2 separate regions of the Pan troglodytes genome follow, and region 2 is linked to region 1. The links are chromatin contacts, called in public HiChIP or PLAC-seq maps. All regions are on one chromosome and are shown on one strand. Each heading gives the region's core, a stretch centred on a gene start, on an enhancer-like site or on the middle of the called end of the contact. The rest is flanking DNA. Distances are from core to core; before and after follow the strand shown. Region 1 holds the start of MRPS7 (mitochondrial ribosomal protein S7). Region 2 holds the start of LLGL2 (LLGL scribble cell polarity complex component 2).

Region 1 (5,953 bases), core at 1,367-3,866:
CAGGACTCAGACGAGTGGACCGTGACAGTCTCAATTCTTTTTTTTTTTTTTTTTGAGATGGCGTCTTGCTCTATTGCCAGGCTGGAGTGCGGTGGCGTGATCTCGGCTCACTGCACCCTCCGCCTCCTGGGTTCAAGCGATTCTCCTGCTTCAGCCTCCCGAGTAGCTGGGATTACAAGCATGCGCCACCACACCTGGCTAATTTTGTATTTTTAGTAGAAACAGGGTTTCTCCATGTTGATCTCGAACTCCCCACCTCAGGTAATCCACCCGCCTCGGCCTCCCAAAGTGCTGGGATTACAGGTGTGAGCCACCGTGCCCAGCCGTTTTTTTTTTTTTCTGAGACAAGGTTTCTCTCTCTTGCCCAGGCTGGAATGCAGGGGCGCAATCATAACTCACTGCAGCCTTGACCTCCTGGACTCAAGTGATCCTCCTACCTCAGCCTCCTGAGTAGTTGGGAGCACAGGTGCACACCACCACACCTGGCTAATTTTTTTGCTTTTTTTGTAGAGACGGGATCTCCCTATGTTGCCCTGCTGTCTCTTAACTCCTGAGCTCAAGCTATCCTGCGTTAGGCTCCCAAAGTGCTGAGATTACAGGTGCAATCCCACTGCACCAGCTAGAAAGCTATCAATCTTGACCCAACTCCCAAGCACCACCTATCTTGTTTCACATGTGGAGGGCCCTGCTTTCTTGCCCTGGCCATTCATTCACCTGGTAGAAACGGCCTCCCTTGAGGATGGGTACCAGCCCAATCATAGGCTCACAGTTTTTCAGTGCTTGATGGAAGATGGTGTAGGGGTTGCGTTCGATGGTTGCCTGTTCCTCTGCAGAAGCGGCATGGTACTTCTCAAACTGCTTCCGTTTCACAGCTTCCAGAGTCTGCAAAAGAATATGGTGGAAGAGGCTGCCCCAGTCTCCCTAAAGGGTTTACCCAGCCAAGCTAGTACCTTGCCCTTTACTCCCATCCTCTGGTTCTGCGCTGGCAATGCAGCTCCTCTCACAGCACATCCAAAACAAAGTTAAGTGCCTCCCCCTTTGCTAGACTAGGACAGAAAGAGTGGATTGAGATTTGTGGCGTGGAGGGGGTGGGGGGTGAGGTGGGGAATGGCAGTTGTTTTATTTTTCATTTGTTCCTTTTTTTTTAATTGTGTGTTTATTTCCGAAACACCAAGGAATGGCAGTTGTTGACTCCTACAGGGCTTCATTAAAGCCCGTACACATGCAGGGAAGTTAATCTGAATAATAGATACATGAATCCATTTGCTCTTAAGCTACACTGAAAGTACCAAGTACAAGGCTACGGGGTAGGGGGGCAAGAAAGATGACTGAGGAGGGAAGTGCTGTTTACCTGAATCATGAGGGATCTGGCCAGTACTTTGTTTCCTCCTATCATCATCATGTTGGTGAATTTACTTCAAAGAGAAAAGCAACACGTTTAGCTCTCCAAGGCTGTATCACAGAATCCTCACCAGAAACCCTCCCTGGGATAGTCCCAGTCCATGTAACAAGTGTTTGTTTCCATCTAACCTGATGACTGGGTCTTCAAACACAGAACTTGTTTTCCCTGCTGGAGCAGCTTTGATGAGCTGAGTCTTCTTGAGCTCCCGATCATACTTCTCCTCCTCAGTTAGCTCCTCCACAGGCTTGCGATAATACTCCTTGTCAATCAAGGGATCCTTGAATTCAGGACTATAGCGGCTCCATCTCACCTGAGTTAGCCTGGGAGGGGGGGAAAAGGAGGAGGCAGGCAAAAGCTGACTCCACAAGCGAGTAGGTTTGACTTAACAACAGGCATGACTGCCAACGCGCCGACGAGGGAGAGCGGCGCGGAGACCGCGAGCTAAACCTGAGCCACAACAATTCAGGCCCTTGTCCCAAGTAGGAGGACATTCCCCAAGCAGGCGGGTAAAGTCTCCTCCTGGTCAAGTGCTAACGGTAAGGATGGGCTTGGCGCCTACACACCCATCCCAATTCACAGGCGATCCCAGCTCTGAGCTCTTTAGCTGAACCGCACTGTCAGCTCCGCGTTAGAACCCTAGATCGTCCAGACTCCTTAGGCGAGAGGTAGTCACTAAACCTTCGGATTGGCCCAGGGTCACGCAGCTAACTTAGAAGCTTGAATCCAGATACTCCGGCCCCCAGGGCAGTGCTCTCTCTAGGGGCCCACGCGGCCTGCCTGTGGCCCCCTTCCTTCCTCGCAGCGCCCCCCCGCTGCTCGCCACCCTCTCACCCTGGAAGCTGCAAGACAGCCCGCCGCACGCCCAACGCCAGGCCCGACCATCCTCGGGAAACCTTCACTGCGGGGGCAGCCATCTTGGCTGGCCACGAGGACCCCACAAGGACTGCCCTCGGCGCGCCTGAGCGAGTGAAGGGAAACGGGTGAAAAAGACTCCTCAGGGTCCTAAATCTGCGTTTCTCTGCACTGATCTGGACGTTAGAGTTTTTCACTCCGGGGTCCAAAGGGAAGCGCCAAAAGGAAACACTTGCCCTCCCAGTATCCGTCGCAGTCTGGCGCGGCCCTCGGTGACGGCACTCACTCCTCTCAGGACCCCATGCAGGCCCCGCCCCATCTCAGCTCGTGCAGACTCTCGCGAGTTTTGAAGCCGCGGGGCCGGGCGGCTGCAATATGGCGGAGGCGGAAGGGGAAAGCCTGGAGTCCTGGCTCAGTGAGTAGCCGCGGCCGTTTCTGCCTGCCCTCGAGCCGCTGGGCTGCCCCTGTCTTCACCCCCACGTCCCCTCCCCGGGCTCCACGGCGTTGCCTCTTGGCAGCCCACGCCCGGTCTCGCCCTCGCCGCGAGCAGCCTGCGATCACGCCCCTTCCCTATCAGGGCGCCGGGGCCCCAGTCCGGCCCCCGCTTCCCTCGCTGCGGCGCGTCCTCTTGCTCTGGCGCGCGGCGGCGTGAATTCGGGGTCCCGTCGGGCACCGCAGGCTCGGGGAAAGGCGACAGCCAAGATCTTCGGGCTGACATGCTTCGGCGCTTTGGGGAGATTGTGGTGGGGTCGCCGCCTGGCGGTGACTCCAGGAACCCAGCGCCCCAATCCCTGACTAAGGGAGAAGCTTCGGATTGGGGCTGAGTCTCCGGTAGTGGTGGGTGCTGCCGACTGCGTTCAGTCGCCTGGCAGCTTCAGAATTGTGACCATGTGTTGGAGAAGTGACGGCTTCGCTCAGGCAGAATGCTTGAAGTGAGAATAATATTCCAAAGAGAGCGATGATAGAGAACAGAGAGCTCTACCTTTTTCCTGCAGTGACCACAGAAGCATGGTGAAATCGGTGTCGGGAACTCCCCCCCCACACACATACATATACCCCCTTGAACATCCTAACGAGTCAGTGTTGATAGCCTATTCTGAGTAAGGCTGAGGAGCAGTCTGAAGCTGTAGTTATAGAAGCGTATTGCTGTCATTGCACTGTGAATTACAGCGCTACGAAGGAAATGTGTGTTAACCTGGTTAGCAGGTAGTACTCTGCCTGAGGGTTAATAAGTGAACTTTCCTGTAGGCTAGACCTGGAAGCCTCCTTTAAGTGGAGAGAGAAATTGGACTGGTAATGGGATAGGTGAGATACCTAGTATTGCCTTGTTCTGAGGTCTCTTATTTAGTACTGCTTCCGGGATCTTGGAGGTGATAGCTATTTCCTCAAATTGTCTGATTTTTCCTAGTAAGAAACCCCCTTCAGGAGGTTGAGCTTCAGTTTAAAGGGGAGCATATCCCAAAAGAGAGAAAAAGTAAGATCACGTTTGCAAAATCTGCAGTTGCAGGCAGGTCATAAGGCTTCTTTATATATGGAACTGTTCTCCAAGGAGCTCAAAGTACTTTACAGATATTCATTAAATTAGTTTACCAAGTATCCTAGCAAAGCAGGCACTACTGCCATAATTTCACAAAAAGAGGACATCCTGACTCCAGTCAAACCACTTGCCCAGAAATGCCTAACTTGCTATAACCACAGTGGAATTAGTTTGCTTTGAAGGTATTAATATGGGTATTGAATAATTTAAATGACCTAAGCTGAGTTTAATAGGCTACATTTAGAGTTACATTTTGTTTTTGTTACTTGTTTTTGAGACAGAGTCTCGCGCGCTGTTGTCTAGGCTGGAGTGCAGGGGTGCGATCATAGCTCACTGCAGCCTTGAACCCCTGTGCTCAAATAAGTCTTCTACCTCAGCCTCCTGAGTAGCTGGGACTATAGGCACACGCCACCACGCTTGGCTAATTCTTTTGATGTTTAGTAGAGATGAGGTCTTGCTGTGTTGCCCAGGATGGTCTCAAACTCGAGTTCAAGTGATCCTCCCACCTTTCCCTTACAAAGCGCTGGGATTACACACGTGAGCTACCGCACCCAGCCTAGAGTCACATTATGAAATGAGAGGGACCCACTTGGTTGGGGGGGGAGTCACATGGTATCTGTAGAGACATAAGCTTCACAGTTGTTATGACTTAATAATGTGAACTGTACCAGTTGAACAAACCAGCAGTTGGGGTTCAGCATCGTCTCAGTCAGGGTCCTTGTCACCCCACGTTTGCCTGAATTGTTGCAGAAGCCTCTGCTTGGCCCAGAGACCCAGGTCTCTCCCGTCCTCACCTCTCCTCAGTCCATTCTGCTCCCAGAAGCGCACTTGTGTTGAATCAAATCATTCCACTGTTGCCTGTAATCTGGCCTTGGTTGTTCCAGGCCTTTTTCTCTGTGGCTTCTACGTTTTCCTGCTCTACTCAGTCTGATGTTCTTGGTTTACCAATACACGTTGCTCTCCTTACCTGGAAGCCCTGCTCCCGTTTCCTCAACTAAATGCTTGAAAACCCATCTCAGATTCTCTTTTCTCACAAACCATCTCTTGATGCTTCAGTCTTCTTTCAGGTCCCACCATGATCAATCAATCAATGTTTAATGAGTACCTGCTACGTGGGGTGTTATAGGAGTTAGGAGGTTTAAGAAGATTTTGCCTTTAGTTGGATGGAGGTGATGCTGGAGTGGATGAAAAACTCTTAAAAGATAAAGATACAAGGCAGCGCTGGCCGGGCGCGGTGGCTCACACCTGTAATCCCAGCACGTTGGGAGGCCGAGGCGGGCGGATCACGAGGTCAGGAGATCGAGACCATGCTGGCTAACACAGTGAAACCCCGTCTCTACTAAAAAATACAAAAAAATAGCCAGGCGTAGTGGCGGGCGCCTGTAGTCCCAGCTACACGGGAGGCTGAGGCAGGAGAATGGCGTGAACCCGAGAGGTGGAGCTTGCAGTGAGCTGGGATTGTGCCACTGCACTCCAGCCTGGGTGACAGAGCGAGACTCCGTCTCCAAAAAAAAAAAAAAAAAAGATACAAGGCAGTGCTAAAACGCTGGCATTCTCTTTAGGGAACTGGGGATGGGGGAAGAGATGATTCATTGAGGATACTCCAGTTGAGCTAGCCATTAAATAATGGGAAAAGTTGGGAAAAAAAAAAAAAACACTAGATGGTGATGTGGAGAGAGCAAACCTGTTTGGGGCACACAGTAACAGAGGTGTTTGGGAATGAGGGAAGATAAGGCTGGGAAGTTAAGACCAGATTCTACCAAGTCTCCAATTTCCAGCCCAAGAAGTTTATTTTATTTATTTATTTATTTGAGACAGAGTCTTGCTCTGTCACCCAGGCTGGAATGCAGTGGCACAATCTCGGCTCACTGCAACTTCCGTTGCTTGGGTGCAAGCAATTCTCCATCCTCAGCCTCCCAAGTAGCTGGGACTACTGGTATGTGCCACTACACCTGGCTAATTTTTGTATTTTTAGTAGAGCTGGGGTTTCACCATGTTGGCCAGGCTGGTGTCAAACTCTTGACCTCAAGTGAGCCACCTGCCTCAGCTCCCTCCAAAGTGTTGGGATTACAGGCTTGAGCTACCACGCCCAGCCCAGCAGAAGAAGTTTAAATTTCTGCAGTTATCAGGCCCTCATTCCTTCTGTACTAGGTGAAATCGGT
Region 2 (5,953 bases), core at 1,825-4,324, 270 kb before region 1:
TTTGTTTGTTTGTTTGTTTTGAGATGGAGTTTCGCTCTTGTTGCTCAGGCTGGAGTGCAATGGCGTGATCTTGGCTCACCGTAACCTCCACCTCCCGGGTTCAAGCGATTCTCCTGCTTCAGCCTCCTGAGTAGCTGGGATTACAGGCATGTGCCACCATGGTCAGCTAATTTTATATGTTTAATAGAGACAGGGTATCTCCATGTTGGTGAGGCTGCTCTCAAACTCCTGACCTCAGGTGATTGGCCCAACTTGGCCTCCCAAAGTGCTGGGATTACAGGTGTAAGCCACCACGCCTGGCCTTTTTTTCTTTTAATGTTGTGGTATATTAAAAAGTTACTTAAGGCCGGGCACGGTGGCTTACGCCTGTAATCCCAGCACTTTGGGAGGCCGAGAGGGGCAGATCACGAGGTCAGGAGATCGAGACCATCTTGGCTAACACAGTGAAACCCCATCTCTACTAAAAATACAAAAAATTAGCCGGGCATGATGGCGGGCGCCTGTGGTCCCAGCTACTCGGGAGGCCGAGGCAGGAGAATGGCGTGAACCCAGGAGAAGGAGGTTGCAGTGAGCCGAGATCGCGCCACTGCACTCCAGCCTGGGTGACAGAGCGAGACTCTGTCTCAAAATAAATAAATAAATAAATAAAAATTAAAAAATAAAAAGTTATTTATACTAACGGGTCTGGCGTGGCAGTTCATGCCTGTAATCCTAACACTTTGGGAGGCAGGAGGATCACTTGAGCCCAGGAGTTCAAGACTAGCCTGGGCAACATGGCAAAACCCCCTTTCTAAAAAAAATACAAAATTAGCTGTGCATGGTGCTGCGCGCTTGTAGTCCCAGCTACTCAGAAGGCTGAGGTGGGAGGATCACTTGAGCCTGGGAGGTCGAGTCTGCAGTGAGCCTCCATCTCCCAGTGATTGCACCACTGCACTCCAGCCTGGGTGACAGAGCAAGACTCTGCCTCAAAAAAAGAAAAAAAAAAGTTACTAACAGCTGGGCACAGTGGCTTACACCTGTAATCCCAACGCTTTGGGAGGCTGAAGTGTGAGGGTCACTTGAGTCCAGGAGTTTGAGACCAGCCTGGGCAACATATGGTGAGATCCCATCTCTACAAATTAAAAAACATATTATTAAAGAAAAAAAGAATTTGGTCAACTTAGTTTAAAAAAAAGAAAAAGAAAAAAAGAGAAAAAAGTTACTTTTTTCTATTTTATTTCTTATTTATGAATGTAGTGTCATTTTAATATAATTAAAAGCATATTAATCTGACACCAAAGGGGAAACTCCATTGCCTCAAGGAAGAATGGGGATGCCTAATGACCCTGGACTCCGGAAACCCTGTCCAGGAGCCCCCACAAAGATGGGCCCAGTCTAACTTCAGAGGAAAGGAGTGAACTCTGATTAGAAGCTTAAGAGCTGAGTTTGAGTTCTGTCTGCCACAGCTAGCACTGTGGGAAGATCGCCTAAGAAAACTAAACCCCAAATCCCAGTTCATAAAATAAAGCTGAGACATCTCTCCCACAGTTCTCCTTGTGCCTCTGCTCACACAGACCCAGACAGTTTTCCTCAAATGCCACTTTTTTTTTTTTTTTTTTTTTTGAGACAGGGTCTCACTCTGTCCCCAGGCTGGAGTGTGGTGGCGCCATCATGACTCACTGCAACCTCCACCTCCTGGGCTCAGGCAATCCTCCCACCTCAGGCTCCTGAGTAGCTGGGACTACAGGTGCACGCCACCATGCCTGGCTAACTTTTTTTATTATTTGTAGAGACGAGGTCTCACTATGTTGCCCAGGCTGGTCTCAAACTCCTGGGCTCAGGCGATCCTCCTGCCTTGGCTTCCCAAAGTGCTGGGATTACAGCTGTGAGCCAATGCACCCAGCCTCAACTGCCACTTCTGACCTTGGCTTCCCCCGGGCTGGGCCACAGCTCTTCTGTGGCAGCTCTGCTCTTCCTACCAGCGTTTCCTTGTCACCTTGACACACCCATTCCCTCCCTGCCCGCTCCCTGTTCAGAATCCTCTCTGTAGCCCCTTCAAGAGAACTCAAGGTTCTCTTGAACTACAAACTCCAGCAGGGGGTCCCTGGAGCCCAGGTTAAGGCTGCCCGCAGTCGCATACGGATCCCCAGGGGAAGGGGCGCCCTCCTCACTCAACGCTCACCTGTTCAGGTGAGAGCCTCAAAGCGCCACTCTACAGCTCCCCTGGTTAGGTCAGTTCTCCCCACAGCCAAGGCCCAGTGTGTCCACCAATCGTCCAGCCGGAACAAACTAAGACACACTTTCTTTGGCAAGATAGAATTTTCCACTTCTCGCCAAATCCCACAGCGCAAACCCCACCCGTCAGCATGGAGGGCAGACTGGGTCTCCGCACTGTCATGTGAAGGTGTCCAAAGCCGCCCCAGCTGGAGAAAGGCCGGAGACCGAAGTCCCTCCCGCGGGCTTCCTGCGTCCGGGGATTAGGAGGCACAAAGGGCCGGCAGGGACACAGCCCAGATGGCAGGGGCAGGGGCTAAGCCGCCGGGGCACCGCGCTCCGGCCGCCGCCCGTGGGGAGGGGGTCACCGCAGACGCGCGTCGCCAACCCCGCTGGCCTGGCGCCTGCACGTGGGCCCGGGGACTCCGTCTCTGCCCGCGGTGCCCCCCGCACCCAGCCGGCCCGGGCACCTGTTCTCCTGCTCTCCTAAGCCAACATTATTGTGCAAACCCAAGCCCAAGTTTCAGTCATCGCGCAGATCAGGCAGAGAAGTTCCCCGCAGAACTTTCTACAGGTGTCTCTCTTCCAGGCCAGCACAGCGACGCGGACAGGGGCGAGGCGCGCGGACCTGGGCGCAGCCCTCCCGCCCTGGCCCGACAGCCCAGGGGTCCTGGGCCTCCCTGGCCTCCCCGCCCCAGGTGGAAGCCCCGAGGGGGCGGGCCCGGCTGGGCAAGTCCGGCACGCATCTCACCTGGAACCCCGGGCCAGCCCCCGCCCGAGGCCTCGGCGTCCCTCGGCGCCCGCCGCCGGCCCCGCTCGCTCCGCCGCGCCTGCCCACGGGCTGCTGGGCGGCCGTCTCCTTCCTGCTCACCTCCGGCGCGGCGAGCCTGGGGCGGAGCCGCGCTATTTACATAAAGGGCGAGCCTGCCGGGGCCCAGCGCCCCGCCCCCGGCCCGCCCCCCAGCTCGGCGCCGCAGGGGCGGGGGCACCCTCGGGGGTGGGGGCTGCGCTCCTGCCAATCCGCGGCCCCGGGAAGCGCGGGGCGGGGCCTCGCGAACTGCCTCGGGGTTCCGCAGGCCCGCCCCGGCCTCACCTGCGCGCACCTGGACGCAGAACGGCGCGCCGCGCCCAGTGTCCCGCCGCCTCCCGCAAGCGGAAATAGTTCCCGGAACGCCCGCGGTCCCGGGCCGCCTCCCAGACTCCAGGGGAGCCGTCCCTCCAACTCCCCGCAGCTGCCGAGGGAGGGGCGGATACGGGCCAGCTCCTCTGCCAGAGCCCAGCCCAGAGAGGGTGACCGGGGGACGCAGGGCCGGGTTTCCAGCCCCACGAGAGGGATGGTGTAGGGACCGGGGCGTCGCGGCGAGACGCCTTTCCTCGGGGGGGGGCGGGGGGGCGCCCACCTCCTCCGTGTCGGCCGGAGGGTCTGCAACAGCGGGTGGAATTTTTAGCACAAGCGAGGGAAGAGGTTGGAGCGACGAGAGGCGGGAGCGGAAAGGGCGCGGAGGCCGGGGCTGCAGCGCGCTCCACCGCCCAGCTCCAGGTGGCGCCTCTCGCCACCCGCACCCCGCTGCGCCCAGGGAAGGGCCGATGGCGCGCCGTCCTCCCTCCTCCCTTCGGGAAGCCTGCGACGTCCCATCCCCTCCGACGCAGGCCCGGGAAAGGCTCAAAAGGTTCGAGGTCGCGTTCCTGCTATCCCGCGGGCTTCTCTCACTCTTAGATCCCGCACCAGAGGAAGCGGATCTCCTTGAGTGGGCAAAGCAGGGGTGAGGGGCTGGGGGCAGTTCCACTGACAACGGGACGGGGGCGAGAGGGGTTTACCCAGTACATACAGAAACAGCAGAAAAGAAATCTATTTTTAATGGCTTTGGCTTTATAGCACGAAGCAGGCACCCTCTCGTTAAAGGCACACAGTCCTCTCTTCTGCTCCACCTCCTGGGTCCTTAAAATCGAGTCCTGAGTTCCAGAGGGGTCACTGCAAGGCAGCAGGGAAGGAAGAGGGTCACAGTTTCACTCTGTGAGTATCAGACACCCAGGGCCAAGGCCCAGACTGGCCTCTGAAGCTACAGGTTAGAGTCTGGGTACAGGAAGCAGCCGAGATGGTCCCTGAGAACAGACAGTCCCGGTCCCCCGGAGCAAGCTCCATCCTCTGCAGAGCTGTGACGTCAGTGCCCCACATCCTGGGGCAACGTGAAGTCCCTGAAGCTGTAGAAGGAGATGTCACCATGATCCACCAGGGCAAAGATCAGAGGGACATCCCCACTCTGGTAAGATAACCGCTTGAGGCTGCAGAGGTCTGGGACAGGCTCATCAAATCTGCAGGGACAAAGGGTTAGAGTGAGACCCAGCCATAGCCCACTCCTAAGCTCTAGGGCTCCCAGAGAAGAGATTCTACGGAAGGAGTTGGGGTGCAAGAATTCTGAACCATGAGTTCTGTCTCCAAAACACAGGGCTCTGATGAAGAGCGCCCCAGAGCACTGGTTAGGGAGGTGCTAGGAAGAGCAAGGTGCTCACCACTCTTAGCCTGTAAATCCCCACAATCCACATCCCTTCTGCTGGGTGAGTCCTGGACTAAAATGGCATTGGAGAAAGACTACCCTAAAATGCCAGCAATGAAGAGCTCAGAGTAGGGCAGCACAAACTGGCTGTGTGGCCTTGTGTAGGTCACTTAGCCTCTCTGGATCTCATGTTCCTCTCAGAGATTGGCACGCTGGCCAGGGGAGTACAGAGGAGTCCCACTTGGTTCACAGGAGAACTGGCAGCAGCTGGGGGAGGGGCAGTGCTGGCTCACTGCGTACCCACTAATGCACATCCGGGCATAGGGTTTGCCAGGGTTATTCTTTCGGAATGTGGCCACAGCGTCGGCCTGGTAAACATCAAAGATGATTTCCAAGCCCCCAGACTTCTCCAACAGCCTGACAATACAATGAGAAACGTTATGACATGAACTCTTCTCCCCAACCTTTCTTTTCCATCCCACCCTTTCCCTCCACCAGTTCCTGAAAGCAGCCTCACAGAGGTGCCACTTGAGGGTTGGGGGCTCTGAACCCTTGGGCTAACCCACTGGTTGTTCTCCCTCTTCCCTAGACACACACGAACACTAGTTATTGCTCAGAGCTAGGCTTAGGGGTAGGAGTCCCTGAAACAGTCCTCTAGTTTACACCCTACTTCAGGAGCCAGTTCCTAACCACCAACTCCTGGCGGTCAAGGTACTGCAGAGACGGCACTGCTTGGAAACTTACCGGGCACCTCCATCAGGAAGGTGTGTTGTCTGCAGCACAGAGATATGCTGAAGGACCACGGCTACAAGGACACAGAAAACAAGGTACTGGGGAGGGGAGTCACATTTCTCAGTCTGCCATCTAGTTTAGGACGGTCAGATTTAGCAACTTTTTTTTTTTTAAACGGAGTCTCACTCTGTCACCCAGGCTGGAGTATAGTGGCGTGATCTTGGCTCACTGTGACCTCTGCCTCCCAGGTTCAAGCAATTCTCCTGTCTCAGCCTCCTGAGTAGCTGGGATTAGAAGTGTGCACCACCACACCCGGCTAATTTTTGTATTTTTAGTAGAGATGGTTTCACCATGTTGCCCAGGTTGGTCTCGAACTCCTGACCTCAGGTGATCTGCCCGCCTCGGCCTCCCAAAGTGCTGGGATTACAGGTATGAGCCACCGTGTCCAGCCTAGCAACATTTTTTTTTTTTTTTTTTTTAGTATAAGCATATCCCATGCAATTTTTGGAACATACTTATACTGAAAAATTAGA

The links. HiChIP or PLAC-seq counts read pairs in DNA pulled down with a chosen protein or histone mark.
Region 2: a contact with region 1 is called in an H3K4me3 HiChIP or PLAC-seq map of stem cell-derived excitatory neurons, with 3 times the contacts expected there. The contact joins the promoter of LLGL2 here to the promoter of MRPS7 in region 1. A contact is called at or near these places in 1 of 7 Hi-C or Micro-C datasets (stem cell-derived neural progenitor cells) and 1 of 1 datasets of contacts at active chromatin or transcription factors (stem cell-derived excitatory neurons).

Annotation. Positions count from the first base shown.
Region 1 is chr19:88,253,198-88,259,150 of NHGRI_mPanTro3-v2.0_pri, reverse strand. MRPS7 (mitochondrial ribosomal protein S7) reads right to left here and starts at 2,616. Exons shown (of 5, transcript XM_054670648.2): 1 at 2,491-2,616; 2 at 1,531-1,722; 3 at 1,352-1,415; 4 at 715-882. The coding sequence starts at 2,573. GGA3 (golgi associated, gamma adaptin ear containing, ARF binding protein 3) reads left to right here and starts at 2,596. Exons shown (of 16, transcript XM_016932925.4): 1 at 2,596-2,669. The coding sequence starts at 2,630.
Region 2 is chr19:88,522,587-88,528,539 of NHGRI_mPanTro3-v2.0_pri, reverse strand. It overlaps LLGL2 (LLGL scribble cell polarity complex component 2), which reads right to left and starts at 3,074. Exons shown (of 26, transcript XM_523719.6): 1 at 2,945-3,074. It overlaps TSEN54 (tRNA splicing endonuclease subunit 54), which reads right to left. Exons shown (of 11, transcript XM_063799278.1): 9 at 5,433-5,493; 10 at 4,989-5,105; 11 at 4,033-4,506. The coding sequence ends at 4,436.